Regions from separate parts of the Mus musculus genome. Here regions 1, 3, 4, 5, 6 and 7 are each linked to region 2. The links are chromatin contacts, called in public Hi-C, HiChIP or PLAC-seq and promoter capture Hi-C maps. All regions are on one chromosome and are shown on one strand. Each heading gives the region's core, a stretch centred on a gene start, on an enhancer-like site or on the middle of the called end of the contact. The rest is flanking DNA. Distances are from core to core; before and after follow the strand shown.

Region 1 (2,986 bases), core at 322-2,821, 620 kb after region 2:
AGCTACCAGAGTAATTAACCCTTTCTCCTTAGCCACAGCCGATGCCGCTGAGCTTGCAACTTTACCTTCAGCAGGATGCTGATAAAATGTCTATGGCAATGAAGATGCCAATGTTCAAAGCTAAGGGTCGGGAGATGCAGTCAAGTAAGTGGGTGTCCCTGTGGGTTCTAAGTACTCATCCAGAATTCCTACTGTGCACAGTACTGGGGGAAAGTTCTCAGGACCTGGAACACATTGAATCCAACCATGAACAGGGTGCAACTTCCCTGAGGGGATCAAGGAGCACCCGGGCAGGGCGGGGCAGCCTCCAGACCAGCTCTGCCACATCGGTCCACCTGCCTGCAGGTGAGGTTTGGCAAGCCTCTCAGTTGCCAAGCATTCTGGGAAGAAAAAAAAAAAAAAACAAAACACACACAACTAACTGCTGAACTATGCAAGTCTCCCAACTTTATGGGAGACACATCCATATCCCTGAGAAAGTTAATCTAGCAATAAAGAGATGTAAGTCTTTAAATATGAAATGTCTATGCGGTTACAGGAAGGAACTGGGAGGAGCCCATGTATCCAAGGGCCCAAAGGAGAAAACAGAGCAGGGTGTGCTGGAGACCTTGGGAACCCTGGGGCCTAGCACCAGGTTTTGCAAATATGCTTCCTGTTTAGAAAAAAGTAAATTCATAAGGTCAAGCACATACTGAACTGCCAACAGCCACGTATCACACCTGTCCTTTGAGAGACAGCACCGCAAAGCTGTCAAAATGTTAACCAACCCGTCCACACTTCCCATGAGTCCATAGTTTGCAAAACTACTCCGTTCTGAAATTATGCTTTAAAATGAGGGTTTTCTTTTTCTGTAGCAGAGAAACCAATCTTTGTGTGTGAGTGTGTGTGTGTGTGTGTGTGTGTGTGTGTGTGCATTCAGTGGGAGAAGGAACAAGTGCGGAAGGGGATGTCCGAGCGGGAACTCGCTGGTGGAGCAGCTCTGGAAAGTGCCTATAAGCACAGGATGATTGGACCAGACAGAGCTGGGTTCCTTCCTAAGCCTGGCCGGCCACCTGCCACTCCGGCTTGACAGTCACTAGAGGAAGAGCACCTGCGCTCTGCGGAGAGCTGGGCCTGCCCACCGGACTGCGGTCAGCGCGCAGGAGAGCCGACCCACGGGGAAGGCCGGCCCGATCCCTAGCAGCACTGACAGTACAGAACGAGCTGCTCCGGAGACCGCCCAGGTCAGGACCCAAAGCTTGGCGTCGGCTGCACAGCGGGTCGGAGGTCACCCGCGGAAAGGTCGGAGGTCGGCTGTGTCCGCGTAGATGGGAGCTGCCAAGCCCGGCCGCGCCCCCCGCCCGCCCGCCCCGCCGCACTTACAGGTGACGATGGGCTTGTTCTCCATGGTGTAGACCACCGGTGGCTGTGGCTCCTCAGGGGCGTCCATGGGCGTCCGGCGTCACCGGCCCGGCCCCCCGCCCGCCATGGGCACCCGAGGCAGCGCGGGGCCCGCTGAGCCCGCGCCTCCTCGCCGCCGGCCCCCGGCAGCTCCTAGCCGGCCGCCCGCCGCCGCCGGCCGCGTCCACTTCCGGCCCCGGCGCCGCCGCGTGACCACTTCCGGGGCGCGCGACTTAAAGGGGCGGGCCTCGCCGCCGAATGCCCTCCTACGAAAAAGGCCGCGTGCCGGGCCGCCCGGCGGTGCAGGGCGGGGCCGCTGTAGCTGTCAATAGCGGGAGCCGCCTCTGCCTCGGTTCTCAGGCAGCTGCAGAGGACAGAGGGCGGCGCACGTGCCTGAGCTCCTTGACCCCACCTTCTCAATGCCCAAGCTTGGTGACCCTTGCTTGGTCTCATCAGACCTGTCTAAACTGGATTCTCCTCGGCTTCGCACCTGCAGATGCTCCCTTACCCTCATCCTCGCTTCTACCCTGTGTGCCCCCACGTCACGTCTGGCGGAATTCCCGTTATCTCCGAGGGAGCTTCCTCCTTTCCGGCTTCTGCAGGATGCCTTGGGTCGGTTTTTACATCTGGGCGAGCTCAACTGTGCAGTGCCAAGCTGAGTCTCTGCTTGCCTGTTAACACGGACTTGCCAAGTGTGCTGACTCAAAGCGAGGCAAGATCGAAAGTGTTCCACCCACCCCGTACAACTCCATGTGCACCCGCTGGCACGCCAGCTTCCCACTGTCCTTTCTGGTTTTGTGAGGTTTTTGTTTGATTGGTTGATTAGGTGGTTTTACTCGTATGAACCACCACATAGGTCGTTTCCACCTGCGTCAGCCTTCAGCACTCTTTCCCTTGGCTCCCAGAATGCTCCCTATGTCCCACCTTCATCAGTACTGGTCACCTATAGCTGGTACTGCTTTGAAGCCGCTAGGTATTGTGAATGTCGCAAAATCAAATATTGCTTTGAACTGAACTCGGCGCAAGTAAAGCAGGTCTATGGGAGCTTTTGCAAATGGGATTCAGTGTGCAAATGGAATGTCTGAGCATGACTTGACTGTTGGGGAGCATGTTGGTTTGGGCTTTCAGGCAACTGATTAGGGCAGTTGAAGCAGGTGGAGACTGCCAGGCACAGGGGTTCTCAACCTGTGGGTCCCGAGCCTTTTGGCAAACCTCTAGCTCCAAAAAAAATATTTACATTATGACCCATAACAGTAGCAAAATTACAGTTTATGAAGTAGTAACAAACTATTTTTATTTATGTAATAATTTTATTTTTACTTCTTTAATATATTTATTTTGTTTATTTAATATTTTTCTCTAATATTTTTATTTTTATTTATTTAATTTTTAGTTTATTTATTTAATTTTTATTCATTATTTAATATTTTATTTTTATTTACTTAATATTTATTTTTTATTTAGGAGGGTCACAGCATTAGAAAGGTTCAGAACCACTGGCCTAGAGAGAGCACAGCAAAGCAAGAATAGGGGTCCAAAGCCTCCGTGGACGTGCCAAAGGTTTTTCACCCCATCCAGCTAAGCGTTTGTGAGATGTCAGCACAAA
Region 2 (3,093 bases), core at 91-2,590:
CTTATGCTTCTACAGGCAACAGCAGGAGGAGCAGTGTGTCCTCGAGGCCTCCTTTTGACTTGTGGGTGGGGCATGCTTGGGAGGGTTATGCGTGTGGGATTTTTTTTTTTTTTAACCTTACATGTAATTGGAGTAGCATCCTAATATTTTTTTTCTTTCTCAAGATAGGGTTTCTCTGTGTAGCCCTGGCTGTCCTGGAACTCACTCAGTTGACCAGGCTGGTCTCGAACTCAGAAATCGGCCTGCCTCTGCCTCCCAAGTGCTGGGATTAAAGGTGTGCACCACCACTGCCTGGCTCTAATATATTTTTTTAAAAGATTTATTTATTGTATGTAAGTACACTGTAGCTGTCTTCAGACACCAGAAGAGGGAATTAGATCTCGTGACAAATGGTTGTGAGCCACCATGTGGTTGTTGGGATTTGAACTCAGGACCTCCAGAAGAGCAGTCAGTGCTCTTAACCGCTGAGCCATCTCTTCAGCCCCCTTAATATTCTTTTTTAAAACGACAAATGTGATGAATCTAATGCCTCAAATCTTTTGAGTTCAGCTTCTTATACTCAGGGTCCCAGCAGGAACTTTCTCTTTGTCCCTACACCTAGTCCTGAAAGCCCCTTTTTTCGGAGAGCCACGTCCCGAGCTGTATCCCTCATGTCCACTTAGCGAAGGCAGTGGTGCACCTAAGAAAATACCAAGCATCTATCTGGCAGTTCCGTATGATGAGGAAGTACAGCTTACTTGGCAGAGTCTGAGTTTTTTTGGCCAGAGAGGATGGGATATGGCCCGGGAACTTTATCCTTCCTTTGTGAAACCAAGGTACTCTTTCTCTTGCTAGAAGTGTCATCTCAAATCACCTGGGCCTCAAAAACCAGGTGTAGTGGCACTTGGGAGACAGAGGTAGGCAGGTGGCATCTCTGTGAATTCGAGGCCGGCCTGGGCTAAATAATGAGTTCTAGGACATTCATGCCTACAAGGGGAAAGTTTCACGATCTGGACAGCCACTTCTGAGGGGCGAGCCCAAGCGCAAGGACATGAGTCTCATTCAGGAACAATCCATGATGAGCCATTAGCTCTCGCACTATTTTTCAAGACTAAAGGGCCGCAGGGCGAGCTGCGCAAAGCCTCACGGCGGCGTAGGAAACCTTCAATGCTGAGGGTGTGGCCGGCCGAGAAGATTCTGGAAGCCGAGCTCCGTCGACCCGGGCCATTACCCGGGGAGCGCGAGGCGAACCCCAGCGAGCCTGTCTGAAGCACCCGGGTGCGCCACGTCACCCGCGCGCGCCCCGGATGCATTTGCGCCCGGAGCCCGCGACCCGGAAGCAGTCGTGGGCGTCGGAGCGGGCGGGCGGGACCGGCGCGGATGTGGCGAGGCTGCTGAACGCAGGTTCCGCGGTATGGCGGGGACGGCGTTGAAGAGGCTGATGGCCGAGTATAAGCGTGAGTCAGGCGGCGCCGCCTTCCTGTCCTCTTCCCCATAGTCGCCCGCGGCGTGGCCCGGCATGGCTCGGCTCGGTGCGGTGCGGTGCGGGGGTACTGGGCCGGGCTGCGAGATTCCGCGTGCGGATAAAAGGCCAGGCTGTCGCCGTCACCTGCGCACCCCAGCCAGCGGCAGCGGGGCTGGCCCTGGGCTCAGAAGCCGGCCGGGGCAGCGCCGCCGTGGCCCTGCCACCCGGGTCTGGTCCCTAAGCCCCTGTGTGCTGCGCATCTGCCCTCCCGACAGTTGATGCTGCGGGGCGAGTACCGGGTAATCCCCGTAAGGTGGTCGAGCCGTCGAGGGGAGTTGGGGGAGAAAGTTAAAAATAAACAAGATAACGCCTCAAACCCCCGGCCACGCCGCAGGTGCGAGTTGCTGGGGAAAACCAAAGTTTCTCGGACACGGGCTCCGGACAGTTTCCTTGGATCCGGATCTGTTTTTCTCTCTGTTTTACTTTTTCAGCTCTGTGTCTAGATTGAGACACATCCCCTTTATCTAAAAAAGAGGGAACAGCATTTAAGCTCCGGGACAGGGGTTTAAGTTTTGACCACTTCTACCCAAGGGTATTCACATTAGAGAAAAACTTATCCGCCACAAAAAGCCTCTACTCGTACGTCAGACAAAACGTATTGTCACTTAATTTGAAGTTAAGGTTGTGAATCATCTCCGTGTGAGAGAGAGAAGGAATTTGGTTAAAGAGGGAACTCTAAAATAGGAAGGCTGGCGAGGGGCTCAGGGGGTTCACAGAGGAGAAGGACTCCACCTGCTGTGGCTTCTTGGAAGAGGAAAAAAAAGGGCAGGGAGCTAAGGGTGGCCCCAGGCTGACAGCTAGTCTGGGACCAGTGTTACAGCCATACGGAACTGAGTTGTGCCAGCGACTTGAATGGACTTGGGTTGCAGCCCTGAAACAACCAGCTGTCTCGGCTGGGCCCAAGCCCACATGGAAACCATGAGGTCATCAATGGATATTGTTTAAGCCTGTGGCAGCAGTGATGGAAATGCATCCAGCAGTACAAAGCACGAGGAGCGAGGGAGGGAGGGAGGTTTTTTCCGTGTCCTTGTGAATTCAATAAAAGTCCCACTGAGTGTTTTTCTTCCTTTATGGTATAAAAGGTTTGTCCTCTGTTTAAGACCATGTACTCTAGTATTAGGTAGATTCAACAGGAACATCCAGGTTGAATTAGAACATCCGAGGTTGGGCTAGAGCGAAGGTGTTCTTGCATACCTGATTGTACTGTAGATTTAGAGGCGATATGACCTTGAGTGTGGTTCATTGTCTAACTTTTTTTTAATGTGTTTTTTATGTGTATTTTTATGAGTATTTTGATTACACATAGGTAAGTGTGTCATATGTGTGCCTGTGCCAGTGGATGTCAGAAGATGACATCAGATCCCCAGGGACTGGAGTTACAGCTGGTTGTGAGTCTTTGTGTGGGTGCTGAACTAGAACCTGGATCTTCTGCAAGAGCAACAAAATCTATGAGTCATCTCTTCATCCCTATTGTTTTTCAGGCTCCTTGTTTTTCTTTTATAGCAGTTGAATAACAGATATAAAACGATTAGACTGTGGTCATATCACAAAAAGAGCCAAGCGAAGACCTTAGACTGCTCCCAAGTGCA
Region 3 (2,866 bases), core at 177-2,676, 560 kb after region 2:
AAGGACCCAAGACAGCCTGAACTCTCCAAACCACCTGTCCTGGGGCCCTTAGAGCCGCCCCTCCCCCCACAGTAAGTGCTCACCTTTTGAGATAACCTTCCTATCTGCCACCACCCCTACTTGCTAGCCAACAGCCAAAAGGCACATGACTTTTCCTTTCCCTTTAAGAGTAATGCTGGTGTTCTAGATACTAGAATGAAAAACGAGGACCTCAGCAGGCAACTCTACCATGACCTGTGTCCTCCTAAATCCAGTAGTCCTGCAAGCCACAAAGAGGATGGCTAGCCTTCACACGGAGGATAACGTCCCTGCTAACATTGTCTCCCCATACTTACTTCTTAAGGTCAAACACAGTGACTCTATTTCCCACGGGGCTGATAACAGAATTTCCATCATGTGTGAAATTTAAGTTTCCACACCGATAAACCGTACCCAACAAATTCGAGAACTGCAAAGGAAATGAATCAGTTTTAACACAGAGAACACAGCGTCAGCTCTCTGAAATGGTGATGAGAGGCATCTGGGCATAGGTAGTAAAGTACCTGACCATAGGTGTGTCCTGCCCCTGGGCAGAGGAGGAACCCAACTTAATTCTCAGGAGCCCAGGGTTCCCTTGAATGGTACTATACTCCCAAGACAGGAAGCATTTGCCAGGCACAGAAGGGCACAGGATCTCCATTCTAAGAGAAGCTGCTTCAGTGAACAGGGCTGCAGGAGATGCTCACCACGCCCACCGTGCTAAGTATCAGTGCCCCGGTGTATCCATTCAGTTATCAAAGGCAAGCATCTCCATCCAGCAGACACAGCTGGGTGTAGAGACCCGAGCCTTGTGTTCTATGTCCACATAGAAACGGCACATAGGCAATTGGACAGATGTCCAAACACTGCAAAGCCCAGCAGAGCAGTAGGGTAGTTGCTTACTGGGATTGCCTGGGCTAACTAAGGCAGGAGTCGATCTGGGGTGTAGGTGGGCAGCTATGCAACGAGATAACACCAGGCAGAGCTAGGCTCCTAAGAGGTATGATCAGCAGAGGAGCGCTGTCGAGACTGCTCCAAGAACTGGCGGCCCTGTAGAGAGCTGGGTGTTGCTTGAAGTTTGTTGTTAAGAGCCTTTCAGCAGCTATTGCTGTGTTGTCTGGCAAGAGGAGTTTGGACAGGGCTGGGTACAGCCCGAGACCTGTTGGGTAGGAGCCCGGAGCTCCTGGTATAAACCAGGAGCAATAGATTGCGATGGGTCGACCCACTAGTGCTTCCCACAGGCAGCCGAGATGACAACGACCTCGGTCTCTCCCGCGTCCTCGGAACCTTCCATCGCCCTCCCGTTGCCCCTGCCCGGCCCGCCGCTCACCCGGTAAGCGAATTTCATCCTGGAACCACACGTGGGGTACCGTACTGCAACCACTTCCGGAATACAAACAATCTCCGGCGCTTAAAACGCGCACTTCCGGGGCGGAGCCGCAACCCTAGTGTCCTGGGAAGCCCCGCCCGTCCCTCCCTCACCCCCACTCCCGCCACCACCCTGCCTCTACGCAGGCGCTGCGTAGCGGTGAACTAGCTGAGACCGCTAGGACGGTGGAGAATGGAGCTAAGTTCTAGGTCTCCATGCAGAGCCCAGTCCGGAGCTGAGAAAGCGAGCAAATCGTCACACACTCGCCTGTAACCGTGCAAAACAAAAACAAAAACCCAAGTTCAAACGGAGTTTCTTCTTAAAACGTGTATTTTTAGAATTTTAATGCTTACACTTTAAACGATCTTAGTACAGCGGCCTTACTCTGACATTATGTTACAGAACACTGTGAAAATGGAACCAACGCCTGCAGTGTCAAGGTGCGGCCGTCACCTTTCCTAGACCCCATCCCAGAGAACAAGAGCTGCCAACTCTCTTACAGAGAAAGGTGTCTTCATGAGAAATAACAGAACTACCAACATTTTAGATCTCCCCTTTGTTTTATTCTTAATATATATAATTAGAAAACCGTAGAGAACTCAGAAATATGAAACTCAGGGGGTGGGCGGTGAACTCAAGAGCCAGACTCCACTCTAAAGGACTACACACGGATGCGGGAGGCTAGCAGTGCCGGGTGGAAGCTTTTCTGCCAGGATCAAGTCTCAAAGACCTCCCCACACATGGACTTGACATCTGCAGGCCAACTGTCAAAGGTTTACCGAAAACAGAGTTCAGAGGGCTGTAGACATTCAGTAAGTACCAAGTTCTAATTTGCATACCCAGCTCCCCAAGTTTATTAGTTTTAAACTGCACATAAAATAGGTTTTCAGAGGGTTTTAAATAAATGTTTGTTTTTTTTTTGTTTTTTTTTTTTTTAAGGTTTATGTGAGTACACTGCCACTGTCTTCAGACACACTAGAAGAGGGCATCAGATCCCATTACATATGGTTATGAGCCACCATGTGGTTGCTGGGATTTGAACTCAGGACCTCTGGTAGAGCAGCCAATGCTCTTAACCACTGAGCCATCTCTCCAGCCCCAGTGTTTATTTTCTTTAAGCATTCCTCCAATTCCTGCAAATGAAAACCACTTGGTGGTGGTGTGTTGTGGGCGTCGTACTATCCTTTATTTACTGGCTGAGTTAAAAGCAAATACCCTGGGGCTGGAGAGATGGCTTAGCAGTTAAGAGCACTGAGTACTCTTCTGAAGGTCCTGAGTTCAAATCCCAGCAACCACATGGTGGCTCACAACCATCCGTAATGGGATCTGATGCCCTCTTCTGGAGTGTCTGAAGACAGCGACAGTGTACTTACATATAATAAATAAACAAATCTTAAAAAAAAAAAAAAGCAAATACACTGAATACTGAAAGTGTTGGCTTGGTTCTCCTGGTTCTCTCTGTGCCCCTGACTCTGGGCC
Region 4 (3,288 bases), core at 363-2,862, 970 kb after region 2:
AAGGAAGCTCTTTGCTAGCCTGGAGCCACTGCCTCCTTTGGAACCAGCTGTTTTGTTTGGTCCTAGCAGCTAGCTAATACTTTTGCAGTCCTAGCTTCAAGGTCCCCTGCCCTAGCCCCTAGTAATGCAAAAGGGACTGTGAATCAGCCTCAAGAGTCCAGGTCAAATGTCCTTGGAACCTCAGGACATTTCGGCTCTGTCACCCCTCTCCCAGACATTCCATTAATCCTAGAATCTTACGCCTGCCCCTTCTCATTGAGTGGCCTTGAGCAAGGCATTTTTCCTGATGCTCCATGTCTTGTTTATGAGGAGATTCAGTATTATCATATTCTCTTCTCGACCCCCTTCCAGCTTGGAGCTCAGTGTGAGAAGCAACTTTAGACAATAGGATCTGTAGCCCTGCTCAAGGCCCTAGTAGCTGCTGCTGGGAAGGCAGGGCAGGGAACGCTGGTTTCTTTTTCATTCAGCACCCTTTTCCCATTTCCCAAATCCTGCCCACAAGTTCTCTTGGATCTTGCCCCTCAGCCCAAGCCAGATTTCTACAGTCAGTGCCCCGTTACCCCGCCCCCCTTATCTTGGCTCTACTTTCTCTGACATCATGGTCGATTTCCTGTGTGTGTTTATGTGTGGGCACCCGGATCCCTTCTCTGGCCCTGGGACCCTTGGGATGCCCTGGGAACGGCCCGGGAGGAAGAGTCAGGTCCTTGGTATAGTGGCCTCCCTCCTTTAACTGCTTCCTTCCGAAGCCCCCTACCCATACAGCTTTCGTTCCTTTCCATTTCATTCTTGCTGTCTGTGGACCCCCAGATTTAAGGATCTTCTATTTCCACCCTTTGGCCCTCTGTTTCAGGTCTCTGTCATCAGTAGCATAGTCCAGAGGATTGTTTAAAGTCAGTTCACAGGCCCGGGACAAATCACCCAACAACCACGTGCCTCAGTTTCTCTGTCTTAATAAACAGGACGGTTTCTTGGGGCTGGCCACAGTAGGTGCGGCTGCAGCCTCTGGAGCGATGGTGGCATGGAATTGGGGAAAAGACTGCAATAATAAATATAACCCCGCACGACCTCTCTTTAGTACAGGAGTGTGTACCCAGGAGAGGTGCCCACCACCCAGCCATGTCGATGCCACACAGCTGTCCTCACCTCCCGCCCCTGCCCCGCCACTCTCTGGGCGCCCCTTCGAGGCCCCATTTCCTGTCAGGGGTGAGGCCCCCCTGCGGGGCCTTGCAAGGATCCCTGGGGCTGGCATCTCAGGCCAGCTGCACATAACGGTCCGTGCCCCCCGCCCCAGCCCCCCAGCCTTACAAAGATCCGGTGCATATTCCTCTCTTGCATCAGGGCTCGCTCCCGGCTTACCCACTAGGTCCCGCTGCGTACCCTACCGGGGACCTGGGGATCTGAGGCTGAGTGGGGCTCCCTTCTCTTACTTTCCGAGAGTCCCCGCACTCACCGCGGTCCTTGGCTTCTGACTTTTTTCGAGGAAGTTTCTCACGACCCCGCAGGCGGGAGAAGGTCTTCCTGAGCAGCGGCTCGGCCATGCTTGGGCCGCGGCCGGCCGAGTGCGCGCCCCGGGGCTGCGGCCGCCCGCCCCGCCCGCCTACCCCCCCCCCCCCACCGGCCCGCTCCAGCAGGAAGCGCATTCCGGGAATGCTTGGCCTTAACTTTTTTTTTTTTTTTTTCTTTTCCTTTCCCGCGGCCCGAGCAGGCGATGCTGGGAGATGTAGTCGCCTGGGGCCGGGAGGGGACATGATGGGGTGCTGGGCTGATCTAACTCTTCAACTATGAATGTCATGGCATAGGCTGGGCCCCCCATAACCATCCTCCTTGTGTGATGGCATGCAGCACATTCTGTCGGCTCCCCCAAACCGCATCCAAGGCACACATCAGCTCATGTCTTTCCTCCTGTCCGTCCATCCATCCCCACATCACCCAGTACCTCGACCACGATCTTTCCTTGGGAACCCCAAATGCCCCCAACTCAAGTTACTATTGCTGCTTATTGACCCTCAAGCTTAGTGGTTTCAGACAGCCGGGATGCTCACTGTCAGGAACATGGACGCGATATAGACGATGCAGTCTGCTGATCTCTACTCAGTCGAGAACACAGCAAGGATAGGTGTATCTCGAAAGTAAGTGGTGAAATCGGAGGTTGTATTATTATTTTTTATTTAGTACTGAAATACCGGAGGCTGGACAACTTTCTAAAGTAGACTGAGTTCATGTTGATGTCCTAGCAGCACTCCTTAAGACAGGAAGAGAAAAAAAAATCTTAGGTTTGGGCTGATTCTTACAACTTAAGTTTACTTTTTATTATGAATATGTGTGTGCTTCTGTGTGTATGGCACATGGATCGGGGTGTGTGTGTGGGTGCCCAGAAACGGCTGGGAAACAAGCACTTTTAACTGCTAATTTGGTCTCACAGAACCGTCTTCTGAAGGCCAACTCCCGCCGATAGGCTCCTTTCACCATGACTAGCCTATTAACAGGGCCACATAGAGGACTAAACTTTCAACACATGAACTGTGGCACAACTAAAGTTCAGGTCTCTTAACTGGTGCCAGACACAGGCTGGACCTCCACTGGGATAGTGGACTAAGCACCTATGTGGACACCTCTGTGTCCTTGGCTTCCTCCCAGTTCAGTAGTTTTGTGGTAATTGGTGGGTATGCAGGCGTCTAAAAGTTAAGAGTGCAGATGAGTAGAAGGAAGACCTGCCCAGCTTTGCTTATCCAGGCACATGTGGGAGGAGAAACTGTGGTGCTGCAATAGTTTGAAAAGATCTAGTACATTCTAAGAGACTGGAACTTTTGCTAGACCTTACAGCCAGAGATAATACCACACCTGGAAGTCACCCACGACTGCTAGCCTCCTATGTACTCATTGAGTAAGAGAACAATGTAGCAATCAACTCTACTTGTTTTGGATTTCCCATGCAATCAACTTCTTACAACCTATAATGTAATGCATACCTGGACTCTTAGATTAGGTACTCTTCCCGGCCCCTCACTCAGATAATGCACACGAAAGCAACACTTGCAGAAGCAGAAGCAACTTTCTACCAAAAAAACGTCGAAAGTATCCATTTACAGAAATTAGTTGATAAACAGTGATGCTTGTTATCTGTGTCAATTAGAGACAGATGGAGCTAGCAATTTAATCCCTTGTAAAACTCTGTTAAAGACTTCTGTAAAGTATCCCATTATGTGCTGTTCAATCCATATAGAGTAAAACACTTCCCCCCCCCTCTCTCTCCCCCCCCCCACACACATACAGAGCTCATACCAAACA
Region 5 (2,923 bases), core at 201-2,700, 790 kb after region 2:
GGGGCTGGCGAGATGGCTCAGCGGGTAAGAGCACTGACTGCTCTTCCAAAGGTCCTGAGTTCAAATCCCAGCAACCACACGGTAGGTTACAACCATCCTAATGAGATCTGATGCCCTCTTCTAGGGTGTCTGAAAACAGCTACAGTGTACTTATTTATAATAATAAATAAATCTTTGGGCCAGACGGAACAGGGACTGAGCGAGCTGGGCTGACCTCAGTGAGTGGGGCCAACTGGAACGAGCAGAGGTCCTAAATTCAATTCCCAACAACCACATGAAGGCTCACAACCATCTGTACAGCTAGCTACAGTGTACTCATATACATTAAATAAATAAATAAACCTTAAAAAAATATGATTGGGCAGCCAGCCCCGCCCTCAAAACATTCTCCAACAGAACTGCCATAACGGTGCCTGGAGGAGCCCCTCCCCCCAACCCTCCAGTAACTCCATGCACCAGCAAGCAGGTATCAGTCCCATAGAGTTAAAGAAACCCAACACTTTCGGGACCGGGAGATGGCCCATTGTTAATGCAGTGATTAATTAAGCCAGTGTCAGACCAAGGAACTGTAGCTATACTATGACATTTCGGAGATTAAATGGTGAAAGTTATTCATTCCGGCTAGCAAAGGACATCACCACCATTTAGCGAGGCGCATCCCCCAAGTTGGGGTGCTCTGACTAGAGCGTGAAAAACTGCGCTGAGACACTTCCCAAAGCATACAGCCATGACCTCGGCCAAACCACCGCTCAGGGAATCTATAATTTGCATCCGCGGAGGGATATCCAAAAGCAAAGGACATCGCCACCATTTGGCGAAGCGCATTCCCCAAGCTGGGGTTCTCTGACTAGAGCGTGGAAAACTGCCTTGAGACACTTCCCAAAGCATACAGCCGTGACCTCGGCCAAACCACTGCTCAGGGAATCTATAATTTGCATCTGCGGAGGGATATCCAAGAGACGCGGAGGCTGCTGAAAGGGGTCGCTCACTGAGGACCAGAAGCACAGAAACCGCTCTGCAAAAGGACATCCTGGGAACGGGGTGTCGAGAACACACCTTTAAGAACACGGGACACCAGTAAAGGCCGGCGGAAGAGCACCAGCAAGCTACAGAAGGAAGAAAAGCGGGCAGACCGATCGGGTCAGCCTAAGCCAGTAGAACAGCAGACGAAGGCCGGATCCTGCGGGGCCCACGCAGCGGAGCTCGCCTGCCCTCCCGCCCGCGTACCTGTCGCCCGCTGCGACCTGGCCTCGATGTACTTCCGCAGCTTCCGCAACGCGCGGTCCCGCGTCACCTGTTCATTGCCCGCCAGGCGCTGCGCCAGCTGGATCTCCGGCGGGAGCGGCACTCCGGGAACCATGGTGAGGAGAACCCTGAGACCACGCACTCGACGCTTCCGCTGGGGCGCTCGAGTGACGACACGCGCTCGTCACCACTGAACGTCACACTGAGGCGACACAACCCAGCTAGACGTCAAACGTCCTGGACGATGCTGGCGTACGCTACCGCCTCTCAGTGGCCGAGAGGCGCAACTGCACCCTGCAGGGAGGAGGATGGTCTGGTGTAAGCCTAGGGCATCTCTGATTCTTGAAAAGGTTAAAGCATTGTCTTGGGTTCGCCCTCCTCTTTACTGCAGCAGGAGTGGCTGTATTACAAGAAGATCGTGATGTGGCCCAGCTTGTCCTCAACTGTAACACTTAGCAGGACTGCGTGGAGCTGCCCTTGGCTCAGCATCCTGAGCCATGTTGGGGTGTGGGGTGTGGGTGGGGGGAGGTTGGGTGTGTGCATGAACCCTGCAACGCCGAGAACTACGAGCTTTACCCGAAACACTTTACCTGATCCCTAACACCTTAGTCCTCAGGGAAATCCACCCCACCAAGCCTCTTGTAGAGCATCCACTTTCCTGGAAAGAGAAAAGCAAGAAGGCTGTCAGGATCCAGATTATGGGACAGGGTGCAGGTACCTATCATGAAGGTAGGCAGGCAAATACACTATAGAAAGCACAGTGAGTGTGCAAAACTTGAGTGTGCCCTGGTTCATGAAATGTGTGGTGACAATCGTTTGGGACACTATTGGGAAAATTTTTCCATATAGCCCAAGAGCTGAAATGTCAAATTAGAATACAAAACAATTACAGGTTTCATTGGTGTGCCCAAGACCACCAGAAGTCTGATGACTTGCTGGGGGAAATTTCCAAGACCAGTGGACGTTTGGACTTAGTGGTACCATAACATTGCCAGTTCGTTGCTACACCATAGGCCAGCTAAGCCCAGGATTAAAGTGTCAGGCAAGGAAGGTGGCTGTATTTGAAAAGCTAGATGCTGGAAAAAATGGGAGGGATGGTTGTTGAAAGTCTGACTGAAGAGGAATAAGCAACTGGGGTGGGAGAGGGCATGTCTAAGCACTATTACAGGAACATAGACAATTCTGTATTTTCTATAACATCAGAATTTACTGAATAACAAAAAATTTGATAGACTACATCAATGTTATGGCCACGCTTTTTAAAGTCAACCCAGTTTCTTTGACTTAGGCAAGCTATCTCTTGTTGCTGTTGTTTTATTTATATGAGTACGCAGTTACTGTCTTCGGACACACCAGAAGAGGGCATTAGATCCCATTACAGATGGTTGTGAGCCACTGTGTGGTTGCTGGGAATTGAACTCAGGACCTCTGAAAGACCAATCGGTGCTCTTAACCGCTGAGCCATCTCTCCAGCCCTAGGCAAGCTATCTTAAACTACTAATATTAATGGTCAGACTCTACTTACACATCACACAGTAAATATATCCACCTATACATATGTGTATATGCCAAGTCCTGCTAGGCTTGAGTACTGAAACCCCAACTGGGAGAAGTAAAGAAATACAGGACAGACACACAGACAGAAAAGGTGGGCTCAGCTTAGGTGTGAGCACTCTGA
Region 6 (3,287 bases), core at 719-3,218, 660 kb before region 2:
TATTAGAGAAATGGGCTCAGAGGGAGAGTATGGATGCTAGCTCTGCAGTCTGGCCTCCAAGGGTCTTTCTCCAAAGCCCTGCCACCCAGAATGCCTTTTGGTGAGGCACTAAAAACCCTTCTCGCCGGTCGTGGTAGAGGCAGAGGCAGGCGATTTCTGAGTTCGAGGCCAGCCTGATCTACAAAATGAGTTCCAGGACAGCCAGGGTTATACAGAGAAACCCTGTCTTGAAAAACCAAAAAAAAAAAAAAAAAACCCTTCTCAACCTACAGTGCCATCGGTTCGCATACAAAGCTAATGAGATTTAAAAGTCCGTAGTGCTGCAAAGAAAAGTAAAAAGGAAATAGCCAATCCTGGGGCCCACCTTCCATTAACTTAAAATTCTCCTATACTAACAACATAGTGCAGAATAAGAAGCCAGACAACTTCACACTTCTACTAAACAAAACACTTTGGGGACAATAAGAAACAGTTCTGGAACACACCTCTTTCCCAAAACAGAAAATACGGCCATCAGAGAGAGAGAGAGAGAGAGAGAGAGAGAGAGAGAGAGAGAGAGAGAGAGAGAGAGAGAGATTGAGAACCGGCGCCTGTCTAGTCTACCTGTTCAGGCTCTAATGAATGGTGCGGGGAAAACCTGAGGAGAACTGAGAGGAAAGAAGAAAACAGAAGACCACGGTGGAGGGGAGAGGAGAAAAGGCCGCACCCTGCCCTCGCCCCACATCCATCCTCTGGGCTTCCTTTTTTTTTCCTCCCCAGCTCGTCTCAATCACAAGACATCCGTCTAAGCCTTGCAAGTCCCAGTGAGATCACAGCTATTGTGTGTTGACCCGAAAGCCTGCAGCGTAATGTGCCCACTAACAACTTCTGAATTTAGGGAGGGAGTAAAGAGGCCTGGGTTTTCCTGAGTGGCTCTACCCCGACCCCCGACGTAGGCCAGGGCCAGTTACCGTCAGACTTTCACAAGGACCCTAGGCCGTGCCTGAATCCAAGAACAGGCAAGACCATGCAGAGCTGGAGAGTGAGCCCCTCACTGGAAACTTCTGTCTAGGACCCTGTTCTGGCCCCAGCTCCAAGCCCAAGGGGCTATCAAGAACTACTCTATTCCGGGAGCCCGACCCTCGGCCCCACACTTCCCCACCCACCCACCCACCTCTTTCTCCCTCTCTCTAAGTAATTCCTGCCTCAGCCTAGGACCCCGGTCACAGCCTGGGAAGCTGCTTCCCTTGACCCTTTGCTCAGCCTGATACACATGCCTCTGGGATTCCCATCTTCAGTCCTCCGACCATCGCTTTGGCCTGGGATACCCCCACCCTGCTTTAAGCCTGGGACTCTGCACTAAGCCCTGGAACCTCAGCCTTGAGCCCTCAGAGCTCGGTACTCAGTCCTAGATCCCCGCCCTCAGCCTAGGACCTTGGTCTTGGCCTGGGACCCCTACCTTCAGCCCGGGACCCCCGCCCTCAACCTGGTACCCCCTATTCTCTCCCAGGACCTCCGCCCTCAGCCTGGGACCCTCACCTCAGCCTGGAATCCTCGCCTCAGCTTGGGACCCTCGCCTCAGCCTAGGATCCCGGCCCTAGTACTGAGATCGCCAACCTCAACCCTTCCCCCAGGATCCCCAACACCCCAGCTCGAATGAAGTTTTCTGACTGCGAACTGTCCGGTCCTCTGGCCTTTGGAGGGGTCTCGGCCGGCCTGGGACGCGGCATGCGAGCTACCTCCGCGCTGGACCCCCCCACACACACTTCAACCCGCCGCCACTCACTCACCTGCCCCGCCGCGGACAGGGAGGCCGCGGACCAGGTAGAGCCTATGCTGCCGGTCGGGTGGGGCAGAGGAGGCGTACACGGCGCGACGCGAAGCCCGATGCGACCCAGCGGCGGCCGCGGCGTCTCCTAGCTCAGGCGACGGTAAGCAGCGCCTCGAGCTCTGGCCGAAGCACTGCGCGCGGCGAGGACCCGCCCCCTCCGTGCAACCAGCCACTCCTGCGCAGCCCGCCGCCTCTGGCCCCGCCCCCGCTCAAGGGCAGGGCCTGAGAAAGCGGGCGCCGGGAGCCAATGGAGCTGCGAAACGGTGACCATCACAGCCAATCAGGGCACGGAAAGCTCTCCGGCTAGAAGCCGTTTAGCGTCGAAGGGCGGTTAGGGTTGGGCGGGGCCCCACTCTGGGGCTGGGAGGAGGCGGGGCTTCTGGAAAGGTTAGTCAACTGGCGGGGGCGGGGACAGTACGGGGCGGGGCCAGGGCCGGGCCTGGGGCGGGGCCTCCAGAAGGCTAGAGGGAAGGGAGTGGATGCTTGGTTGTGAGATGGCTGCGGGGCCTGCATCCTCTGCAAGTGTTTGGCACACGCAGCTAGCGGGAGACTGCAGACACCCAGTCTCGCACGCGCTGATATTCTAGGGAGGTCAGTTGGACCCACAGCCTTCGCGACTATGTGGGCCTGATCCGTTGACCGCAGCCCTTCGCGGGTGCCCCTCTCTGCTTGGAAGCCTTTGAAAGCCAACACAGCCCAGACTGTAGAACTTGTGTTTAGGTTCTGGGCCTGCACACCTGTCCACAAGCGATTCAAAGCCGATGGAAGAACTGGCTGTGGTAGTGGCTGTGGGAAAACATGTCATGTTGTTGTTGTTGTTGTTGTTATCTTTTGTGCACCTTTCCTCAGAGGTGTCCTGCTCTATTTTGTGTCAATTAACTATCGTTTTCATCGGACTAAACTTCCTTCATCTGATTGCTCTCTATTAGCTTAGGCTTATTCCTTTCTGCACACCACGAAGGTAAAGGAACCAGGCCAACTTGTAATTCCAGTACTGATAGAAGCTGCGAGTCCTGGGAACTCTGCCTTCCATCAGTACCTAGATACCCAGGAGCCCAGGGTCATCCTTCCTGGCTTCCTGAAGCAACCTGAACCAGCCAGAGAAGGCCTCTTTGGACTTGGAAATCAAGCTTTGCCCTTCATAGGTGGAGAGAGTGATCCACATGTTTACCTCCAGACTTTCGAGAAGCATCTCTGGGAAACAGAGTTGCTTCTTTGTTGTCATATGAACAGACGGGTGAGCAGAGAAGTGGGTTGAGGGTGACATTCTAGCTGAGATGACAAAACTCATCCCGCCCTGAGCCTCAAACCCACCAATGACTCACTTCGGTGCCAATAACGATATATCATACATGCAAAGGGGTGTATACATAGCTCTGTCCCCTCATCCCTCCACCTGTTACAATCACGATCTCTATGGTAGAGTCAGGAAGACTCCGTAGGTCTGAAACCTCACCATAGTAACCAAGTAGCTCTT
Region 7 (3,073 bases), core at 479-2,978, 840 kb after region 2:
TCTGCCCAAGGTGAGGGAACTGCATGAAGCTCAGCCTGGCCCCGCCCTCCCTGGCTGTCCCTCCTTCAGGACTCTGCCCCTTTGCTCCTTAGTACAGTCTTTTTTTGAGAAAGGGTTTCTCTGTGTAGCCCTGGCTGTCCTGGAACTCACTCTGTAGACCAGGTTGGCCTTGAACTCAGAAATCCGCCTGTCTTTGACTCCCAAGTGCTGGGATTAAAGGCATGTGCCACCACACCCGGCTCCTTAGTACAGTCTTACTTCAATGACCTTGTTACCCCAATCCTGGCCCCTTAAGCTAGAGAGCAAAGGTAAAGAGCATGAAGCACCAGACCAGTGCATTCTGGATAGAACAAGAATGCCTACACTAGACCGTGTGGGTGAAGCACTGTTTATCAACCAACAGGCGCTCAAACACTCAGCAACTGCCCTTGCCTACAGACTTTGATCTCCTATGCTGTATAATAACAATCAATTGCTCTATTTGTCTGGCAAGCAAGCCTGATTCAGGACAGTCCTCTATTGTCCTTAAATGCAGTTCCAGCCACCTGTTTTCCTTCCAAGTCCTTCTTTCAGGTCCATGGTAGCCAGAGGCTACACCCTAACATCTCCCAGGAATCAGTTTAATGGCTAGACATGAGCGGAAGGGGAACGGGGACCTGCCACCCTGCTCAGTGACCAGCCAAAAAAGATACATTGCAAGAGGCCACCACCTGGTTGCCCAGGCCAGCCCAATCTTCCTGCTGGACCGGCCAGGCAAGGAAGCTCCAGTCAGCTGATATTGCCTATGACCCCTATTCTAATGCCCATGACAACCTGGTTCCCTCCAAGGGCAACCAGTCACAAGCAGGAAGCACCACCTGCCAGAAATGATCAGAGATAGCCTCATTCATCACACATCTCACAGGAGATAGGATCTGGGAAGAAAAGGCTACAGCCCTTCTAACAGGTTGCTTCCAAAGCCAAACTCAGCAAACTATGCTGTCTTTTAGGAATAAAAGCAAGCACGCGGGAGGTGCAGAGTTCCAGCCCCATCTCTGCGGGTGACAGACCACCCTAAGAGTGTTCAGACCCAAGCGTGGGCCCAGCTTCCTCCTTGGTCCAAGTTCATAGAATGGGTAGAAGCAGAACGTGGATGTCTGCAGAGAGCGAGCAATCACTAGCCAATGTGTCTACCAAGAGGCTCTCCGCGCTCCCAAAGGAAAGGATTCTCCCAGCTCAGCATTTTAACGCTTCGGGAAGCCCCTGCCCACTGTTGGTCAGGCAGACGGAAGCAACAGGGACCCTCAGGCGCTACCGTGTGCGCCACAGCCGGGCAGGGGGCTTCGTGCCACCTGCACCACCCCGCTGTAAGCTCCCCAGGGTAGTCCACGCCCCCGGCCTGCCTGCGCCAGGATCTGCCCTCAGCGCGCCCAGCGCTCAATAGGGACCCAAAAGGATGGCCACAGGGGGCCAAGGTCATTAGTCGGAAAAGGCCACGCAGCGAACCCGTAGACCCGCAAGTGAGCAGCCCGGCCCGGTTACATAAGCAGTGGAGCGCATACCTGCAGAGGGAACATGGCCGCTCTGTTACCCACGTAGCCACGGACAACATGGCTCTGGATGGAGAGCACCCGGCATTCGCCCTCCATGCCGGGAAAGCTGTAGTGGCGCGTGGTCCAGGTGGTGTCACAGGCTGGGGTTGCTCAGGCCGCTCGCTCGGATTCTGCTCCGAGCGCTTTAAGCACGCGCAGTCGCTAGGCTTGGACGCGCTCCCCGCCTCCTCTGACCTCAACAGGCCGGCTGCTAACCCGCGAGTCCCGCGCGGCGAGGGGCGGGCTGAAGGCGGTGCCTCACGCAGGCCCCGCCCCTCCGGGCAACGGGACCTGTGGAATCCAGCACATGAGCTCCTTCCTCTGTGCTCCATCACGTGGCCTCACATCCCTTTTTGCAGATCTGTCTGTGCGTCAGGGGGTTCGCCTGTATCACACTCCACAGCACGGTACTTTCAGTACACACTGTTCCACCTCCTTGGCCCGCGGCGCTGATCACTCCATGGGTGGCATACTCCGGAGCTGCTGTCCAAAGAGTTTCCACTGAGCTCCAGAGCCTGAAGACCCTCAGAGATCAGGAGATCCTTTCCAGCCACGCGGCCTGCGTGGAATCCCAGACCCAGTAGGGCTCACAGGCATCTGATCTCAGGCTACCCTGAGTCAGGAGTCACGTGCCCCTTCTCAATATAATAAGAGATCTTCTCTAGGCTCAAGTCTGCTTAGAGCCACTCATGGGGACAGATTTGAAGGGGCTGCACTGGTCTTCCCCTCTTCACTACCCACCAAGTCCTCTCAGTCCTAGGGAAAGCGCACCTCTCTTCCTGTCCCATCTCCAGACCTACACTTGGCACTCCTGTGGTCACGGACACACCAGGGTCACAGATCAGTGGCACAGGCCAGTATGTCAAGTTTGCTTTATCTTGGTGAGAGAGAGTACTGGGGACCAGATCTGCTCTGAAGAGAAAGGAACATTCCCATTGCTTGGGGAACAGATCAGAAAAAGGAAGTGGTTTTGAGGCTCCGTTGGTGGGGTGCATACCAAGGCCCCAGCACCAGAAAAGCTGTAAAGAAGAACCAAGTTGTTAGGAAGGCTTGACTGGAATCAACTAAATGGAAGTACATTGGAGGAATAATTAATTGCTTGCTGATAGTAACGTTTGCTGGATACTATGTATGTGCTAAACATTTCTTGTAACTGAATCTTGCTAGCCTGGAGCAATGGTGTACATTTATAATCCCGGCATTTCTGTGTTTGTGTATGTGTATAGAAGACCTCTGGTGTTATACTTAGGGAGGGGCAATTCACTTTGAGCTTTTCTTTAGCTTTTTTGAGACAAGGTCTCATGATGTCTCTCTCCCTGATCCAGCTCACTATCTAAGCCAAGCTGGCTTTGAACTCAGAGACCCACCTAACTTGAGTGCCAGGATTAAAGGTGTATGCCACCACACCTGGAACTGCCTTGGATTTATTTTATGTATTCATTTACTTAGATACCCTACTAGGACCCGGAAGTTCTCTCTTAGTTTGTCTAGGCTTCCTGGTT

Evidence for each region. Promoter capture Hi-C pulls out the DNA fragments that hold promoters and counts their contacts. Hi-C and Micro-C count contacts between places; a contact is called where the count stands out from the background. HiChIP or PLAC-seq counts read pairs in DNA pulled down with a chosen protein or histone mark. Capture Hi-C pulls out chosen DNA fragments and counts their contacts.
Region 1: a contact with region 2 is called in a promoter capture Hi-C map of liver, with 4 times the contacts expected there. The contact joins the promoter of Trappc10 here to the promoter of Ube2g2 in region 2. A contact is called at or near these places in 4 of 39 promoter capture datasets (hippocampal neurons, liver and pre-B cells) and 3 of 9 other capture datasets (adipose tissue, liver and macrophages).
Region 3: a promoter capture Hi-C map of embryonic stem cells shows a contact between it and region 2, with 2.6 times the contacts expected there. The contact joins the promoter of Pwp2 here to the promoter of Ube2g2 in region 2. A contact is called at or near these places in 11 of 39 promoter capture datasets (the 3T3-L1 cell line, 3T3-L1-derived adipocytes, the HPC-7 cell line and 7 more), 1 of 484 Hi-C or Micro-C datasets (LSK cells), 3 of 115 datasets of contacts at active chromatin or transcription factors (astrocytes, embryonic stem cells and pancreatic cancer cells) and 1 of 9 other capture datasets (adipose tissue).
Region 4: a contact with region 2 is called in an H3K27ac HiChIP or PLAC-seq map of thymic regulatory T cells, with 4 times the contacts expected there. The contact joins the promoter of Syde1 here to the promoter of Ube2g2 in region 2. A contact is called at or near these places in 1 of 39 promoter capture datasets (pre-B cells) and 1 of 115 datasets of contacts at active chromatin or transcription factors (thymic regulatory T cells).
Region 5: a contact with region 2 is called in a promoter capture Hi-C map of liver, with 2.7 times the contacts expected there. The contact joins the promoter of Rrp1 here to the promoter of Ube2g2 in region 2. A contact is called at or near these places in 2 of 39 promoter capture datasets (cranial neural crest and pre-B cells), 2 of 484 Hi-C or Micro-C datasets (CD4 T cells and erythroblasts), 4 of 115 datasets of contacts at active chromatin or transcription factors (bone marrow-derived dendritic cells, embryonic forebrain, memory CD8 T cells and 1 more) and 2 of 9 other capture datasets (adipose tissue and liver).
Region 6: a contact with region 2 is called in a Hi-C map of CD4 T cells, with 4 times the contacts expected there. The contact joins the promoter of Pcbp3 here to the promoter of Ube2g2 in region 2. A contact is called at or near these places in 1 of 39 promoter capture datasets (pre-B cells) and 1 of 484 Hi-C or Micro-C datasets (CD4 T cells).
Region 7: a promoter capture Hi-C map of adipose tissue shows a contact between it and region 2, with 2.4 times the contacts expected there. The contact joins the promoter of Pdxk here to the promoter of Ube2g2 in region 2. A contact is called at or near these places in 1 of 39 promoter capture datasets (pre-B cells), 2 of 484 Hi-C or Micro-C datasets (CD4 T cells and CD8 T cells), 1 of 115 datasets of contacts at active chromatin or transcription factors (memory CD8 T cells) and 1 of 9 other capture datasets (adipose tissue).

The regions. Positions count from the first base shown.
Region 1 is chr10:78,243,074-78,246,059 of GRCm38.p6, forward strand. It overlaps Trappc10 (trafficking protein particle complex 10), which reads right to left and starts at 1,572. Exons shown (of 23, transcript NM_001081055.2): 1 at 1,363-1,572. The coding sequence starts at 1,429.
Region 2 is chr10:77,620,981-77,624,073 of GRCm38.p6, forward strand. Ube2g2 (ubiquitin-conjugating enzyme E2G 2) reads left to right here and starts at 1,341. Exons shown (of 6, transcript NM_019803.3): 1 at 1,341-1,436. The coding sequence starts at 1,394.
Region 3 is chr10:78,183,723-78,186,588 of GRCm38.p6, forward strand. Pwp2 (PWP2 periodic tryptophan protein homolog (yeast)) reads right to left here and starts at 1,427. Exons shown (of 21, transcript NM_029546.2): 1 at 1,349-1,427; 2 at 336-448. The coding sequence starts at 1,366. It overlaps Trappc10 (trafficking protein particle complex 10), which reads right to left. Exons shown (of 23, transcript NM_001081055.2): 23 at 1,700-2,866.
Region 4 is chr10:78,590,352-78,593,639 of GRCm38.p6, forward strand. It overlaps Syde1 (synapse defective 1, Rho GTPase, homolog 1 (C. elegans)), which reads right to left and starts at 1,613. Exons shown (of 8, transcript NM_027875.1): 1 at 1,451-1,613. The coding sequence starts at 1,538. It overlaps Gm30346 (a long non-coding RNA gene), which reads left to right and starts at 1,690. Exons shown (of 3, transcript XR_380602.2): 1 at 1,690-2,129.
Region 5 is chr10:78,411,593-78,414,515 of GRCm38.p6, forward strand. Rrp1 (ribosomal RNA processing 1 homolog (S. cerevisiae)) reads right to left here and starts at 1,451. Exons shown (of 13, transcript NM_010925.2): 1 at 1,228-1,451. The coding sequence starts at 1,360.
Region 6 is chr10:76,959,979-76,963,265 of GRCm38.p6, forward strand. Pcbp3 (poly(rC) binding protein 3) reads right to left here and starts at 1,969. Exons shown (of 16, transcript NM_021568.2): 1 at 1,770-1,969. Gm35664 (a long non-coding RNA gene) reads left to right here and starts at 2,163. Exons shown (of 2, transcript XR_380584.1): 1 at 2,163-2,197; 2 at 2,398-2,624.
Region 7 is chr10:78,463,220-78,466,292 of GRCm38.p6, forward strand. Pdxk (pyridoxal (pyridoxine, vitamin B6) kinase) reads right to left here and starts at 1,729. Exons shown (of 11, transcript NM_172134.2): 1 at 1,542-1,729. The coding sequence starts at 1,628.